Regions from separate parts of the Triticum aestivum genome. Here region 2 is linked to region 1. The links are chromatin contacts, called in public Hi-C maps. All regions are on one chromosome and are shown on one strand. The core of a region is the stretch at or near the end of the contact, and the rest is flanking DNA. Distances in the headings are between cores, read along the strand shown.

What was found. A called contact is a pair of places that touch in the nucleus more often than the background predicts.
Region 2: a Hi-C map of leaf shows a contact between it and region 1, with 5 times the contacts expected there. The contact joins the promoter of LOC123141665 here to the enhancer-like site in region 1. A contact is called at or near these places in 2 of 5 Hi-C or Micro-C datasets (both in leaf).

The regions. Positions count from the first base shown.
Region 1 is chr6D:368,795,294-368,797,891 of IWGSC CS RefSeq v2.1, forward strand. No RefSeq gene overlaps it. Among protein-coding and RNA genes, the nearest start is that of LOC123145144, 160 kb to the left of the region's middle. Within about 2 kb of position 1,303, at least 3 of the 8 cell types and tissues checked have an H3K27ac peak or open chromatin away from gene starts, as enhancers often do. A contact at or near this core is called in leaf, where this site is marked.
Region 2 is chr6D:369,201,910-369,204,507 of IWGSC CS RefSeq v2.1, forward strand. It overlaps LOC123141665, which reads left to right and starts at 1,310. Exons shown (of 1, transcript XM_044560754.1): 1 at 1,310-2,324. The coding sequence starts at 1,436. The coding sequence ends at 2,008.

The sequences.
Region 1 (2,598 bases), core at 53-2,552:
AAATAGAAACAAAAACCAAAAAAGGAAACAAAAATAGAGGAATCTAAAAAATGGAAAACGGAAAACCCCCAGAAACCGGAAGCACAACTGCGCTTTTCACTTTTTTGAAAGCACATGTGTGTTTTCCACTTTCCGTGAAAGTACACCCATGCTTTTCACTTTTCAAGAAACATAGTTGTCCTTTTCACTTTTTGAAAAGGACACATATGTGCTCCAAGCCGAAGCACAACTTTGTTTATTCGTCATCCACAACTGTGCTTTTCACTTTTTACAATCGTGCTACCCCAAAACTAGAGTTGTGCCTTTTTACGCGAGGAAATGAAAAAAGAAGTGAAAACGATTCATTTTCACGATAACAAGAGAATAAAATCCCGAAAATCCCAACACACGTGTAGAAAAAACATGTCCCACCGGGTGCGTCCAAGAGCATGGGGAGCACTCCTCAGTGACCATTGCAGGTCCCTGCGAAGGGGTACTTTAGTTAGTCACTCCGGACGGTCGATAGCCACCTAATGTGTCCCCACCCCTTCCTAGCAACTTTCTTTTTTTGGGGGTGTTTTATTTTGTTTTTTCTTTCCCCTTTTCTTTTCTTTTTTATTTTTATCAATCCACATTTCGGGAATATTTTTTCAATTCATTTATCTGTTTACAACTTCATGAACATTTCTGAATTCATGAACTTTTTTATTATTCACGAATAATTTTTCATTTTTTGAATAGCTTTGGAATTAGCAAAGTAGTTTTTGATTTTCAAAGAGTTTATTTAAATCAATAACATGTTCCAAATTCACACACATTTTTTTGACCAGCTAATTTTTTTGTATTCATGAACATTTTTTGAATTCGCAAATGTTTTTTTGAATTTGTGTATATTTTCTCAGTTCCTATTTTGTCTCATTTTTTGTTTTTCGTATTCATGAACCTTTTTTAAATTTCGCAAACATTTTTTCGGTTTTGTGTTTTTTTTATTCGTGAACATCTTGTGAAATCAGAAACTTGTTTTAATTCACGAATAATTAATAAACTTACGAAGATCTTTAATTATTAGAAACTATTATAATTGAAAACCAACCAATTTTTTTAAAAATGACCTGAAAATCTGTCTGTTTTTTGTTTAGAATCGAAAAATCACTCTGATAAAAACTGAGAATCTTATAGGCTAGCATTGCATCGTAATTGGGCCGGCCCAGTGATGCCGACGTGGGGGAGGGTCCGCGTTTTCTCGCCTTACGCGTTGATTAGGAGGTACCATTATTTTGGGGGAGCTCCTATATGATGCAGCACGTGCCAGGGAGCAGCCGTGCGCGCACCCCCACGCTGCTCCAACGCCCATTTTGGCCCGGCCCATCAGCGGCAGTGGGAAGCCCCCTATTTTCTTGTTTCGTTTTTTTTCTTTTTTTTCTTTTTAAGATAATTGGCATTTCAAAAACTTTCCAAATTTTAAATAAAATGAATTATAAAAAAGTTCGTGGAGCCAAAAAAGTCCCTGAATTCGAATAATATTCACTAATTTGAAATAATGTTTGTGAATTTGGATATTGATGAACATATTTTTATCAGATGAAATTTGTCTGAATTTTATGAACATTTTTTTGAACTTGATGAAAAGATTCTCAATTAAAAAGATTTTCTGAAAAAATCAGATTTGTTTTTGAAAATGGATGCACATTTTTTGAATTTGATGAACATTTTGGAAATTACGGTAGACAAATTTTGAATATAATAAACATTTTCTGAATTAGATGAACAATTTTCATTTTTTGAACTTGATGAAAAATTCTCAATTCAAGAAAAAAAAATTTGAAAGTGGATAAACATTTTGAAACTGAATGAACATCTTTTGAGTATGATGAATATTTTTTTAAATTATGGTGAGTGAATTTTGAATACAATGAACAAGTTTAGAATTTCATGACCATTGTTTGAATTAGATGAACATTTTTTGAATTCAGTGAACAAAAATAAAGTTCACGGTTTGAAAACAATGTTCACAAAAACGAGAAAAGAAAGAAAAACAAAGAACAAAAAGCGGAAATGAAGAAGAAATTAAAAATAAAAAATAAAAAATAAAATGAAAAGAAAAAAACATAAAAACAAAATTGAAAAAGGAGAAAAAACCAGGAAAAGAAAGAAAACCCGGCTTGGAAAGGTTATAGAACCTCCCCAAAACCACCGACATGAACTACGTTGGCCAACCCTCTTATACGCAATGGGGCGTGTGGGGGTACACGCCAGGTCACTTCGCACGGTGAGTACTAGGCATGGCTCACCTGCAGGGAACCAGTATAGGGCCGGTCCAGTAATCACGTGGACATCACCCATGTTTTTTCGTTTTCTTCCATTTTTTCTTCACATTTTTGTTTTTTCTTTTGTTCTATTTCAAAATATTCTTAATGTATATGATACAAAAGCACTTTACATAAATCTTCTAAAAAATGTACATCATGTATTTGAAAAGTGTTAAACATGTGTACAGAAGATGTTTATGACATCTTAAAAAGTCACCCGTTTCAGAAAAATGCACGTGACAATTTTATGAAAATTATGCAATGTAAAAATTCTTGTATTTCAAAAAAATAATACACTCAAAAAGATTAG
Region 2 (2,598 bases), core at 60-2,559, 410 kb after region 1:
TTACTTAATGATTGGAATCGATCAGCATGTCACCGTAACACTTTTTCTTTAACGGAATACTACCAAACTGCGTCAGTTGCTATATTATTCACGTAATAATCGCACGAAGCCTGATGCCGATAGGGACATGACAGGCTCGATCGGAGCGTTTAGGACAAACTCCTTCAAGGTATACGTACACCTGAAAGATTAATCTCTGATCTCCCTTCTGCCGACACGTTTGGCAATTAACAATAGACGGAATCTTGGGCGCCATCCAGATTGCCTGTGGCGGGGAAGAATTTTTAGCATCGGTCTCTTTCAGCGGCGTTGGCGCGCGATTTGAGAGCGAACGAGTGTGCATCTTTTTTTTTTTTTGAAAGGTTGTTTATTTCTTCTTTTAGTACGTATTGCACAAGACCGACTACTACAAGTGATGCAGGTGAAGTGCACTCCTCGTACTAATCTCTTTTTCTAGGGAATACAGTAGTAAGAGTTACTAGTACTAATATTAACACCTCGAAGGTGGTAATAACTAGTAATAAATCTCAAAAAATGCAAAATGGTGGCCTAATCGTTTTGACTTTGCCGGGCGCCCGAAGGCGAGACAACACGGCTCTGCGCCCCGACGCAGGCGATGCCGTTCGTCAACCACACGTGCAGAAGCGGACAGCACCTCGACGGCGGTACGCTGGGCTGCGGCCGTAGTCAGTCAGTCAGTAGCGCCCTGTGCGACGTGCGTGTAGAATAGACGCGATACCTACGATTCGCGCTACGAACCAGATCTGCGAGATTGCAACCGCTCTGCAGGTGCACTCCACACGGGCACCAAAGTTTCATTCAATAAATAATTAAAGTTAAACTCATTGAGAGAAATAAAGGAACAGCCGTCTCGGTCGCATCGTCATAAACCGACACGCGGGCCCCGCGTAACTGACCCAAGCACGGCTCATTCCCGCCCCGCACGTGCGCGGGCAGCCTTATCTTTCGAGCACCCTCGGGATCCTCTGCGGCCGACGACACAGCAGGTGCTCCTCGCCGTTGCTCAGAATCGGGCTGGAGATTTTTCTAGCCAGATTTGTGCTACAAACAAAACAAATCAGAAGCTGTTTCTTTGCTCAGTTGTATGCTCCCTACACGTCCTGAATGATGCATTCTCATGCGGTGGTTCTAGGCTACAGCAGTTGAGGTGCAACCGCACAAGATCCCGCAGCAACTACTGCCCAGCTGTACCCAATGGCACCCTCGTGAATAACCGCAAGCTACGTGCCTTGTCTCCGTGCCCGAAAAACCACACGCCGTTAAGCCCCGCCGGGAATTGCCTCCTTTATTACACACTCCGGCGCGCCCCTTCCCGCAGCGACGCTGTGAGTTCGTATCCGTAACGCCCCCCTCCTTCCACTCGCTTGCCAAGAAGCGCGAGGCAGAGAGAGAGAGCGAGAGCAACCGCACGGAGATGAAGGCGGAGAAGGCAGCGGTGGCCGCGGCCGCCGGCGGCGACGAGTGGCGGTGCCGGAAGCACCCCGCGGCGAGATCCGGCGGCGGGGTGTGCCCGTACTGCCTCCGCGACCGGCTGCTGCGGCTCTGCCCCAACTGCGCTCGCGTGCGGCCCTGCCCCTGCACCTGCGCCTCCCCGTCCTCCTCCTCCTCGGCGTCCGGCGACGCCGTCGGCCGGGTGCACAGCCTCATCGAGCGGGAGCACCGGGTGGCGCGCTCGCGCTCCGTCGCCGCGTCATCCTCCGCCGCGATGGCCTCCGTTGCCGCCTCCGGGAGGCGAAAGGCGAGGGTCTGGGGGTGGGCGCCGTTCTGGAAGTCCTCTGCCAAGGACGGGGGCGCGGCGGAGGAGGACGAGGAGGAGGAGAGGCTGGGGCTGGCGAGGTCCAGCTCGGTCTCCGCGACGGCCGTGGAGGCGAAGGCGGTGGCGGCCAAGGCGGCGGCGACCAAGGCGCGGTGGGGGTGGCACTTCCCGAGCCCCATGAAGGCGTTCCGGCACCGGAGGTCGTCGGCGAGCATGCCGGAGCGGGGGTGAGATTCCTCGCCACCAGTGGGGAGATCTGTCTGTTGCTTTTAGGAGGTGGCTATAGTATAATCAATTAACTATATGGGGGTTCTTCTTTTCCACTTTTGTGGCTCGCGTGCTAATGTGCTATGATGTTTAAGCTAGATTAAAACTGAAAGCCTGTGATTTGGGCGCAACGCGCTCAATTACCCTCTGGGCGGCGTCATTTCCTCCCTGCTTCTGTTGTCCCTTGGTGTCGTGTCTGTACACTTACTACTCCACCGTGTAGTACCATCAAATTGGACATTTTAAGCTCCCCGATTTGATCTGCGCTACTTTCTTTCCAGCACCATCTGTGAATCTGCAATCTCGTTGCCTTGCATCCTTGATTGTTTTTTTTTTTGGTATTCAGGATAAAAATTAGAAATCCTAGGCATGTGAGACAGTTAAATCGACATCGATCAGCAGTTAAGCACGACGGCACCACTATCATTAGCGTGTCTAGGAAAGGTGAAAAGCACCAGTGCGGCGGTGTGTTCATTGCTCAATTTATCTAGAGCTTTTGATGTCATGTATGGAGTGGGGGTACTAGGTCTAGGTGAGTAGTACGTGACGGGATA